Regions from separate parts of the Mus musculus genome. Here regions 2, 3 and 4 are each linked to region 1. The links are chromatin contacts, called in public Hi-C, HiCAR-type and promoter capture Hi-C maps. All regions are on one chromosome and are shown on one strand. The core of a region is the stretch at or near the end of the contact, and the rest is flanking DNA. Distances in the headings are between cores, read along the strand shown.

What was found. Promoter capture Hi-C pulls out the DNA fragments that hold promoters and counts their contacts. A called contact is a pair of places that touch in the nucleus more often than the background predicts. HiCAR-type assays count read pairs that join an accessible place to other places.
Region 2: a contact with region 1 is called in a promoter capture Hi-C map of second pharyngeal arch cranial neural crest, with 5 times the contacts expected there. The contact joins the promoter of Pdp1 here to the promoter of Runx1t1 in region 1. A contact is called at or near these places in 6 of 39 promoter capture datasets (the 3T3-L1 cell line, the HPC-7 cell line, frontonasal cranial neural crest and 3 more), 1 of 115 datasets of contacts at active chromatin or transcription factors (astrocytes) and 1 of 9 other capture datasets (embryonic tail).
Region 3: a contact with region 1 is called in a HiCAR-type map of astrocytes, with 9 times the contacts expected there. The contact joins the promoter of Cibar1 here to the promoter of Runx1t1 in region 1. A contact is called at or near these places in 7 of 39 promoter capture datasets (the 3T3-L1 cell line, cranial neural crest, frontonasal cranial neural crest and 4 more), 2 of 115 datasets of contacts at active chromatin or transcription factors (astrocytes and bone marrow-derived dendritic cells) and 4 of 9 other capture datasets (adipose tissue, embryonic tail, embryonic trunk and 1 more).
Region 4: a Hi-C map of uterus shows a contact between it and region 1, with 3 times the contacts expected there. The contact joins the enhancer-like site here to the promoter of Runx1t1 in region 1. A contact is called at or near these places in 3 of 484 Hi-C or Micro-C datasets (cortical neurons, embryonic stem cells and uterus), 3 of 115 datasets of contacts at active chromatin or transcription factors (astrocytes and embryonic stem cells) and 3 of 9 other capture datasets (embryonic stem cells, embryonic tail and embryonic trunk).

What each region holds. Positions count from the first base shown.
Region 1 is chr4:13,783,442-13,786,264 of GRCm38.p6, reverse strand. It overlaps Runx1t1 (RUNX1 translocation partner 1), which reads right to left and starts at 1,483. Exons shown (of 11, transcript NM_009822.3): 1 at 1,124-1,483. The coding sequence starts at 1,130.
Region 2 is chr4:11,965,071-11,967,893 of GRCm38.p6, reverse strand. It overlaps Pdp1 (pyruvate dehyrogenase phosphatase catalytic subunit 1), which reads left to right and starts at 1,444. Exons shown (of 3, transcript NM_001098230.1): 1 at 1,444-1,592; 2 at 2,246-2,280. The coding sequence starts at 2,250. It overlaps 1700123M08Rik (RIKEN cDNA 1700123M08 gene), which reads right to left and starts at 1,320. Exons shown (of 5, transcript NR_040577.1): 1 at 1,211-1,320.
Region 3 is chr4:12,170,655-12,173,477 of GRCm38.p6, reverse strand. It overlaps Cibar1 (CBY1 interacting BAR domain containing 1), which reads left to right and starts at 1,463. Exons shown (of 9, transcript NM_026558.5): 1 at 1,463-1,780; 2 at 2,260-2,494. The coding sequence starts at 1,548.
Region 4 is chr4:12,655,714-12,658,536 of GRCm38.p6, reverse strand. No RefSeq gene overlaps it. Among named protein-coding and RNA genes, the nearest start is that of Triqk, 250 kb to the left of the region's middle. Within about 2 kb of position 1,351, at least 31 of the 459 cell types and tissues checked have an H3K27ac peak or open chromatin away from gene starts, as enhancers often do. A contact at or near this core is called in uterus, where this site is marked.

The DNA.
Region 1 (2,823 bases), core at 234-2,733:
ATAAGGGCACATTTCTTCCTCAGTTACATATTGCATATAAATCAAGCTGAGAGCTTAAAGAGTTAAAATGACCTTTCTAAGACCTCAGTTATTATCTTTTTTGGTAATTGAATTTCCCCATATTTCAGCTTCTATGCATTGCTAGTCCCCTGAACAACAGCAACGGAAGTGCAATCCTGGGCAAACTTGTCCTTTCTGCACACATATCAATAACGAGGAGAGCAGACTCCAAGACGTATCCTAAAGGGAAAACACTCTTCAAACAACTGGCGATACCTACACACAACTGTGGTTTCAGAAAGCTGGCAGATAATGTTTCAAAACACCATCTGGGAGGTGTGCAAACTCTGACCAAGCACGGCCTCTTCTGCCTGCCCTACCCAAATAATCTGCATGCGCCAGCCAGCTGGAGGATCTCTGTGTGCCCTGCCTTTATCTGCTCTGCATTCGGCACAGGACAATTTAGAGAGTTCTGGAGAGCAGCAGAGACAGCCCTTCTCCTGCAGCAGGCTTCACAAACACAGTTTTCCCTGGCAGCAATCACAGAAACACTTCAGTTTCCAAAGATAATATTTTTCTGGAGAATTGTCATACACTAAATTTCCAGGGACACAGGAATGTCACTAATTCAGCATACTTCTTCTAAATGACCCGATTTCAATTACTTACATGATAACATCTAAGGACTATGATTTAGAGCGAGAAATTCCTTCTAGTGCCAAAGCTGCCTTCATTTTCTTTGACATAAACAGCTCTTCAAAGACGTTCTCCAAGAATTCTACCATAATCTAAAAACTCTCTCCACAGGCAAATAACCAGCAAAGAAGTACAGATGATAGTCCAGAGACCCAGAACAGAAAACACTTCTCAGTGGAGCTAATCCCCTGTGTAAACTGCTCAGGCAAACATCCACGGCTTCCTTCCCCTCAGTTTCAAAGGAGTATCTCCCCATATCCTACACCCCTAAATCCAGCTTTCTTTGTGTCACCTCCCAATCACACCTCTATCACCCCACAGCCTCTCCCTGCCCTCATCCAGTACAGCAGTCGTGGTGCAGTCGGCATTTTCCACGCGTTACAGAAAGTAAAGCTTCCTTCCTTGCAAGAAAAGAGGACTCACTCACCAGGCATCCCGGAATCCAGCGTGTAACACACTGAAAGCAACTCTGTGTTAAGAGGGAGCGCGATGCGGGCTCATGCCTCCTGTTCTGGAATGTGCGGGGCGGTGGAGAGGAGGGCCATCAGAGGGGCTGGGGCGGCATGGCCCGAGGCAGGGTGCTGGGCGCGTGCGCCTGCCAGGCAGAGACAGATGGAGAGCTGACACTCCGGATTGCACTTGGAGCAGAAATGTGCAGGATGACAGGAACACATGTGGCCTTGAACCCAGCCCTGTCTCTTCAGGCAGAACAATGACAGGGACGTGTGTACAAAGTATCACAACTCCTGTCTCCCTTTCTCCACTCTTCCTCCTGCCCCAGTTCCAGAGCACCAAAAAGCAGAAAGTGAAATGCAGAAAGATAAGCTAAATGCTGAATAATTCATTCACTATCACCACCCCTTCCCAGCTCCAAGTTAACCCTTATTTTGCCAAAAGATGGCAATGTTGACCTGACCCCAACTCACACTGAAAGCTGTCCTTCATCTTCTAATTTTAACAGGCATTACTGGGAAGTTTGGTTTAAAACAAACAAGGGCACAGACCACAAAGCTTTTTTTATTGATCTGGAAACCCCAAACAACCTAAAAACCTCTTGTAAGACCGGGCTGTGCCAGTTCATCGCCCAGCACAAAGTATGAGCAGAACACTTCCAGCTTCCCAGTAGCGTGGGTCAAACAGAACACTTTTTTTCTGAGGCAGAATCTAACCGTTTTTAGTTCACTACAGTGCTTTCAATCCACTGGGCTCCCAGGTTGATTTGCTCCAAACACTTTCAGCTTACTTTCCTCTACTTTACATAGAGATCCACAGGAGACAAAAACAAACTCTTCATTGTAATGCCTTTTCAAAAGCTAAACAATCATGCCTTTTTGGGAAGGGGTGCTGGGGGGGGGGGTGCAAGGGGGGCTGGGGGGGGAGACACCCTTAAATGTTTCTCCTGACTGTGAATAACACATACCCAGCCTGGTTCAATGGACTCTTCCCTATTAAGCTTTAATGGACACCATGATATATAAAACTGGGAGCCTTTGTTACAGTGCTTTATCTAAAGCTGCCTATTTCCTTCCCAGCAGTGTGTCTTCAGTCCTTTGTAAAACATCCTTGCCTCATAGGAGAAACACAAGCCTGCCTGCCTGCCTGCCTTGCCCGCCTGTTTCTAAACACACAAAGATGCCAGGCAGAAGGAAAACATTATTCTCTTCTAAAACTCTTCTTCACAATTTAACACTTGGGAACTCTTCTCTGGGTCTGTGTTTGATTGTTTGTTTTAACAACAGGGCTCACATGGTGGTCAAGCCCTTGGGCTCTCTACCTTTCCAGTGTACAGCCAATCCACTAGACACACACAATTCTACTAAACAATTCTACTCAGGACTGACCAGCCAGCCAGCTCAGTGACCATGAAGAGGGACCGGCCCCTTTAACTCTTGCTATTCTGGCAGTGGTCCATGTGTCCTTTGCTTATTCGACATTTTCCATAAGCTTTCATCAGGTTGATTTTTCTCCCCTCCTTGCTGCCTTCAAGAACTACTAACAGACCCCATCTGAAAACAGGCAGTGATTTTGACCTCTACCCACTGCCTCCCTGTCCCTTCGCCTGAGAGGGCTTCAGAGCACATGCACACAACACACACCTTGCACAAACGAAAAATATATCATCTTTGA
Region 2 (2,823 bases), core at 195-2,694, 1.8 Mb after region 1:
TATTGGGACTGTCTCTAAGTAGAAATGGCTAATCTTGATTGTTGTTAGGAGAGGATAAATGTATCTCTTCTCCAAGAGGGGAAGGCAGGGGACTGATGGGGATCTTGGCTTGTTTGTTCTTGGTTGGGGAAAGGTACCTATATTTTCCCCCTCACCAATCATCTCTGCCCGTAAGCCTCTTCTGGGGATGAGCAAATTCTCCAGTTTAGAAATAGAGGCAGCTTGAAAGATTTGGGGAATTATGAATTGCAGGTTTGGTTATATAAGGTTTTTCCTTTATTACATAAAAATTTAAATACTTCAGGATTAATAAAATTTCACAGTAAACTTGGGAGTTCATCTATCTAGTCCAAATTACTTTGTAAACTTTATTAGTTAATAAGGTGTAGAATAAATCAACGTAAACTCATTAACACTGGGCAGAAGCATAGCTTCTCCCAAGAAAGTTTCATGTCATGAAGATGGCATCTATGTGGATGTAGGTAAGTGAAGAAGGCACTGTCCCATAAAGAGACAACCGCAGATGGCAGCAAGAACCCTTAGTGTGTTGTTTAGCACATCTTAAGCCTAACCTCACCCCACAGATAGGCAAACTGAGTCTCATGGGAGGAAGATGGATTTTTGTCACTGGGAATAACTTGAAAGGCTCTTCTGACTCCAAGTTCAGTGCTCTTCCCACTTTCACTGGCTGCATTTTAAAATTCATAACTCTGAATGAGTCAGGGACCAAGGAGGGAATGCTGATTTCAAAGTCCTTCCAAGAACAAGAGCACTCGTGTTATTCTTATCTACAAAGATAAGAATTCCTTCATCAAACTTCCTTTTGCTTTTGTTTACAGCTTCCTAGCCCGGAGACATAAAAATAATTGACTATCAATCCGACCTAATAACCCTAAAATCAGCAACTTGATCTTGAATGAATGAAGCGAGACACCGCCGAGACGCTCTGCCACGCCTCAATTGTGTTGTTCCCGCGGTCTACCTGGGGCAGCCCAGTGCAGAGGAGGCTTGGCTCTCAGGCCAGCCCAGAGCAGCACGCGGGGCCCAGCAGAAGTGCCAGGCATTCGCGAAAGCCCGCCCGCCAGGAAGCAACTGGCTACCAAAGCGCCACGCGCTCAGGGATGCTGGATCCCGCCCAGGCGCTTCCCCATCTGGGAGTCCAAACGCAACCCAACCAAGGCTGTCCACCTCGCGGCACGCGCAAACCCACCTTCACCAGCAACAGGGCGTGGTCACGGGGCGCGCGCACGCGTGGAACCAATAGGCTAGCCGCGCCAAATGGAAGGGATTGTCTGACCTCCGTGACGTCACAAAACTGGCGGGGAGCGCGCCCTCTTCCGCCCCCCGCCCCTCTGGCCCTCCGGGTCCCGCCCACCCGCCATTGCGCAGCCAATCAGAAGGCGAAGAGCTCAAGAGCGCCTGTGGGGGCGGGGCAGGGTGGAGGCCGGGCGAGGCAGGGGCGCGGAGTGGGCTGGCCTGGGCCGAGCTGCAGCGCGCCGGGGTGCTGCGTGGTGCTGAGTGAGGGAAGGACGCGCACGGAGGGGTGCGGCCGCCACCCGGGGCAGACCGCAGCGGGTGCTCGACTGTGCCCGGTTGGTATCCTCGTCCACCGCTGCCGAGTCGTGAGGGGGCGTCAGGGCGGTGAAGTGGAGGGCGCGCGTGGGGAGCGGCCGCGGGTGGAGGGCCGGGTGCGCGCGGAGCCTCGGTCGCGAGGAGCTGCCGCGGGTCCCGGGCGGCACCCGGCTGTCAGCGCGCGGGGCGCCCGCTGTGGCCCGGGCGTGTCTGCCTCGGCTCCCCGCTGACACGCTTGGCCCCGCGTGGCGGAGCCGGCTGCCCACGGCGGGCTGTGCCTGGAGCTCTGCGGAAGCGGGCGCGGCGTGGGGCCGGGCGGGCCTGAAGATGCTGAGTGCTTGTGGGCTCGGTGCGCTGGCTGCATGGAGCGGCGGCGGTGCGCCTGTCCGGGCTCCTGGAGTTGCCCGCCGGGGGCTGTGATGCCGCCTCGCCTGCCGGGTGGGTTTGTTTGGTTTCTTCTTCTCCCCTCCCCTTTCTCCCCCCTCCATTCTCTCCTCCCCTCCCAGCCCATTCACTGGGCTGCTGCGAGACCTCGCCCCTCCTCCGCTCCCGCCTCCCCGCCGCCGCCTCCTCTAATGAGCATCTCTGCTTTGCTTTCAATGGGCCGCTGCTGCTGTCGCTGCTGCTGTCCGCGCGGGTTGTGGATGTTGTCGGCTCCGTGTTGTGATGACAGGAGAATGTGTGTGTGTCCCGGGCCCAGACGAATTGGTAGGTATTCACATAACTACCTGTGTTGGGTACCCAGGGAAGGATGGTGACTGATTTTGTGTATGAATGGATGGCTCTAGGGGTCCTCATGGAATTAAAGGGTGAGATAAGGAAAAGGAGACAAAGGCGCTCTGGACCAGATTTTATTTTTATTTTTATTTTTTGATAGCTTAAGTGTGATATTCTGGGACACACGAAACTGACCAAACAAGTGCTGGTTTGGTTCTTTGTGTTTTAAGGATAATGGCTTTTCTTCATTCTTGTAGACACTGAACTTGAGCTGTGAAATGGCTAGGCGTTTCCAGAAAATGCTGAAAAATTACAAATCTTAATGCAGGGCGTTTAATGCAATCAGATTACATAAACGGAGGTTCTGATACGTGTAATGAAAAGTGTAGTATTTATTTTCATTTGCGTTAGAATCTTTGCAAGACCGAGAAGCTCCAGAGTAGGCGCACCAGTAGCATTTTTCTAATCGATTTGGTCCATGGGTTTATTGATTAAGTGGAATAAAATCTTGACACAGGCTTTGCCCAGCACACC
Region 3 (2,823 bases), core at 214-2,713, 1.6 Mb after region 1:
GACGTTTTTCCAGAGTTACAGCTCTCTTTATTTGAGGAAAATAAGGGCTATATAAACCTTGGGTAGTGGGTAGGTATTTTTCAGGGTGAGTGTACATTATTGGTTGGTACTGAGGTACTGGGAATGCTTCATCTGCATGAAGAGGAATTCCAGGTGCTTAAGCCTGTAATGTAGCCACCAGGCTATGTGACTACCTCAATGGTGGTAGAGGTGTGGGTCACAAGGATACATGCACTACCATGGCATGCAGGCCCAGAACAAGGAGGGAGCAATTCTTACTCCTACTGGTCTTAAGATGAGCTTTTAGGGGGTGGGGTTGGACACATCTGGCTCCCTACCTCCCAATTGCAGAACTTATTTGCTCAGCACCATAGCATTTAGTGAAATTATACTGCTAGTAACAGACTCGCCACCTGGAAAGGCAGGAAAGAACCTAGCTGAACAGAACCAAAGAAGAACCATCTGTGTCGTTTACAGAATCCTAAACTGACTAGTGGAGTTGTGGAAGCCACTAGGCCTTATAATTTGTTTATACAACGAAACCTGACACGGTAGCACATTTCTGGGCTGTGTTATATGTGTTTGACTGTTTGGCTAGCTTTATCATTCCACCAAGGCTGTGAGCACTGTAAGAGCAAAGACTTTATTCTCAGAAATTATGGGCATTTGAGAAGTAGACAAAGCTTGAAGTTGGACCCCAAGTTCACTCGGAAGAGAAGACTCCCTCTCAGAAGCTAGAGGAAGGCTCTGGGTTATCTGTGACTCTTCCAATTGGGGAACCTTCATTCAGGCCCATACCTCGACTGGGTCTAACAATCTTTTTCACAAAGTAGAAACTCAGTTACCTGCAAGAGGGGGAACAGATGGCATTAAAGACCAGTAAAGATGAGGGAGTAAGCACTGGTGTGCTTTTTTTTCTGTTTCTGTTTTGTTGTTACTGTTCTTATTTTTATTGTTGTTATTGTTGTTTGTTTGTTTCTGTTTGGTTAATTTGACCAAAGTTAGAGTTACCCGAGAAGAGGGAACATTCAGAAAATGTCCCTATCAGATTGACCTGTAGGCTGTTTTCTTGATTGATGATTGACATGGAAGGGTAGACAGTATTGCCCCTGTGCAAGAGGTCCTGGGGTATATAAGAAAGTCAATCAAATAGGCCAGCCAGCAGTGTTGCTACATGGCCTCTGCTTCAATTCCTGCCTCCAGGTTCCTGCCCTGAGTTCCTTAAAGAACTGTGACTTGGGATATGTCAGCCAAAGAAATCCTTTCCTCCTCAACTTGATTTTTGTCGGGGTCTCATCACAGCTATAGAAATCTAACTTATAGAGCGGTTCTTTTCCAAAGGCAGCTTCCACGAGCCCACACGTTGTCTCATTCAACAGAGAAGCACAGGGACAAGCTTCGCATTAAGTCTGAACCCCGTTCACCTTTATTTTCCTGTACCCCTTCCGGTTGCTGGTGGGTTGGTTTTCCTCCTTCGCTCCCAGAAGCCTGGGAGGGCTAGAGAGCTGCAGGAGCTGAAGGAGGATGCTTGGTGTTCCCTCTGCCCCATGCCCTCTGGTCTCCCTTGCCCTGCTCTTGACCGCCGGGGCGCGCGCCGCGTCGCCACGGAAACGCCGGGCAGGCGGGGCGGCGCGCACTGCGCGCTCTCAGCTCCCGGTAGAAGTGGCGGCGTCGCCTGCTCCCGCGCGCCCTGGCGGCCCGGAGCCGCGCTCGTTGGGCTCCCATCCTGGGTCCCGGGCGGCGGGAAAGGCAAGATGTTGAGGCGCAATCTGGATGAGCGGTAACCGCCGGGGCCTCGTCGTGCAGGCTGCCCGAAGGAAAGGGCCGGGTGGGAGAGAGGAGCCGGGCCGAGGGCCTGGAAGCCGGTTGGGGCGGGAGGAGGCCGCACGGTCCCCGTGGCGCTCTGCAGTCCGTCCACCCGGATGAGGCGAGTGCCGGGCCGAGAGAGTCTCCCGGCCGATCGGTCCCCCTGAGCTGGGCCGGGCCCTGCCGCGGTACAGAGCCCGGGAGGCCGCAGGTGCCCAGGCCGCAGCAGCGCCGCCCCTTCTCGGCCCACCAGGCCCGGGCCCTTTCCCGGGCCTGCAAGGTTCTAGGCAGGACCAGAGCCTGCGTGAGGTCCTAGAGAAGGCGCGGGCCTCTGGAAGAGTTGGGAATGTTGCCCTTCAGGGCTTTAGGGAGGCCCGGGAATGTTTGCACGTAAAATTAACGGGGCACCTTCTTACTGTTTTAAGAACAGTGTTCTGTGTCTCCTTTTTCTAGAGATGCTCAAACAAAACAACTGCAGGATGCTGTCACAAATGTGGAGAAGCATTTTGGAGAGCTTTGCCAAATCTTTGCTGCTTATGTACGGAAAACTGCCAGGCTTCGAGACAAAGCCGACCTCCTAGTGAACGAAATCAACCTGTATGCCTCTACCGAGACACCAAATTTAAAGCAGGGTCTGAAAGACTTTGCTGATGAGTTTGCCAAACTTCAAGATTATCGCCAGGCAGAGGTATGAAGTGAGGTTCTGGTGTCATAGCCAAATTCCTACAAAGTGTGTAAAAATTGTGGACTTTTCGTTGTAACCTACCCAGCAGTGGTGAATGTACCCTTGATAAATGCCTTTCCTGTCTGTAACAGTGTGGGTTCGCTATATGGAACCTTTCTGTGACCTGATAGCTTTCAAACTAAACGTCAGGTGTGGTTGAAGTCTGAGTTTACCACTGCATTTGCCAACAGGGTAACAGGGAACATGCATCCAGAAAAGGTAACCTATATAGCAGTCGTGCAGAAGAAAAGCACCTGTATGGCCTGTGTGGGCCAAGTGCGTTTTAAAGAATG
Region 4 (2,823 bases), core at 102-2,601, 1.1 Mb after region 1:
TGCACAATGTATTGTTAAGAAGAAAATAACTGGTTACAAAAAAAACATTTTTTATACTGCTTTCTGAAAAAAAAAAAAAGAATTTTTTTTGAGTCTTTGTATGTATTTAACAGGGAAGCACAAATAGCAAAATGTTTATGGTGCCAGGTTTGCGATTGTGGTTTTAGAATGAGTTTTTAGGGTGGCTTTTATTTGTCTATATTTTCAATGTGTTTAAAGTTCTTTTATTTTCAATATTTATAATTTTGTAATAGACATCTATTTTGAAATAACACACATGAAAACAGTCTTGTCTGCTTTCCTTCTCTCTACTTTAGAAACATTTCATTTCCTTCTGAGGATATTCACGCTTATGGGTTTCCATACATGTGAAGGGGGAAGTCCCTGAGTGGATTTAAATGAATTTTGAACCACTTATGCAGTGGTACACACTGTTTCCACAGGTCTAGAATTGTGTGCATAGGGCAGTGCTAAGCCTTGGCATGCAGAGTCACCTGCCATTCACATGAGCTTTCACTGTCCTAGAGTCCAGAGTCACCTGCCATCCACATGAGCTTTCTCTGTCCCTAGAGTCTGGAGTCTGTCAATTTTCCTTTGTTCTCTTTGTGAATGAAATAGTGTGTTTCCCAAACAGAGATTCAACAATCCAGCTGCTTTCATGCTTTTCAATGGTCTTTGGAATTAATCTCTAGACTTGACTCTTGGTTCCACTCCACAATAGCTGCTCCATCTTGAACAGCCCACCTCAGAACCTCTAGACTGCACATTCTTTATGCATGTGGAGAGGGGATAAAGCATGGGCCCAGAGACTAAAGCAGATACTTACAACAGTCTAAAGGCTACAAACCCTACATTCTGGTTACATTTGTTTTCTACTTCCTGATGTAGTGGCACTGCTATGACAAGCATGGGTAATAGAAGAGAGCAGGGCCTGAAACCATGCTGGATATCAGAAATGTATGCAACCAGACTTAGCACAGAAGTGTGGGTGTATATGTCCCTTTAAAAATGAAGGTTAAGTGATGGACTACCATGAAGTACACAATCTATTTGTTCATGTTACTAAACACACTACACACTGCACAGGAACCATCTCTGAAGCACCAGCTCATGTGACAGCATTGGAATGCTGGGATCTAATGATGATCAGCTTAGTCATCTGAGAGGGAAAAACATGTCAGAAATCCCTTGCCATTTTTCCTATTGTAATCACAGATGCTATCTACATTGTCTCAGAGAGCCATTGAGATTCAAAGATCCTTATAGAGGGAAAAGTACAGATAGGACTCTTATTTTCAGTGAAGCGATAGACTCCAGTCAGACAAGCATGAGTAAGAACAGTGACTCACAGGATGAAGCTCTCTGAGAGAGAAAGCAGGGTCCAGGAATCCCCGAAAGGCAGCCAGCTCCCTCTGGTTTCAATATGTCTAGTGTCCTTGGACAATCAGAGTATCGAGCTCATGCAGCTGGCCAACATTCCTGTGAACATTTACTCCATCCTTCCTATACTACCCAGATGCCTCCAGTTCACCCACGCCCTGCTGAGCTTAGTGAGAGCCACAGGGGTAAGACGTTCCAAGTGTTACTTTTGTGCGAGTGGGGGTGGTTTCATTTTTAATGACCGTGATGTAATATGGTTTGCAATAAACTCAGTTTTAAAAGCCTAACATAACACTTTATACTTTAAAAACAATTCAAATTATGAAAAGAACACCAGGGGTTCATGGAAGACAGTCTTCCTTAGGAGGCAGCAGAATTCAGTGTCCTCCCAAGATTACTTACTCCCAAGCAAGGTCTCCAATGATGCCATGGTTTCTGAGAAATCGTGGGCTGGGCAGAGTGTTCTTGTCTCTCAGGTGCTTTGCCAGAGATCTTCTCTTCTACTTGATAGAAGTTCTGTGTCAAGGACATAAAGTAAATGTAGGTGATCAAGTGAGGCTTGTGTGGATCAGAGCAGCAGAGAATTGTGTGACAGTCTTCAGAGGTTTGATTAGTCTCCTGTAGATAAACACTCAGAGAAGTAGAGAAACCTGGACTAAGTGTGATCAAGAAAAGATGTCAGAGGAGGAAGTGAAGCCCACTCCTTCACTGTGATCTCCATTCATTGTAGGAGCCTAGCTAAGTACACAAAAGGAGTGGCTTTCATTTCTTGGTCCCTGGCTTCAACCTCCCATCTTGCCCTCTTTGGAACTCATGCCTTTCAAGCTACAAGGCCCTGGCAAAGGAGTTAGACTTGCTGCTAGTTTTCTTCTAGCTCATTCCCAAGCTTCCTCATTTAAATGCCTTCTTTCTCAAGATGTGTAGATTGTGTTTCCTCCTCCCGCAATTAAAAACAATGAAATGGATTGCTGGGGTGAGCTGTCTTTGGTTGCTTTCTAATGTCTCACTCCTCAAACCTTCTTATTCTGACTGCCCAGCTCCACTGCATTGTCAGGCATAGATTCTCCTCTAGTATTTTCCATTCTGGCAGTCAGCAATGGGCCATAATTGACACATCATTAAAACCTACTCAGCCACCATCTGAACTGGAATAAGAATAAATTTCAGGCAAAAGATCCCAGCCAACCTTCCAGCTCTCAGTGGCAAAGCACCCTGGCAACCAACCTGGAATAAAATCCCCATGATGCTCTCACCACCTTATGTTTTCATAGGGGTGGCTATGTAAGCACCGACGCTGAACTGTCAAACTTGCCCATTTGCTCTGACAGCTCTTTTAGCACGGATGACCACCCCAGGTCTTGGGGACGCTGTGTGTCCAGTGCTGGCTTTATCATTTTGCTCAGAGTTGTTTACTGAGAGCAGGCTATCCAACCTCCCTTTGTT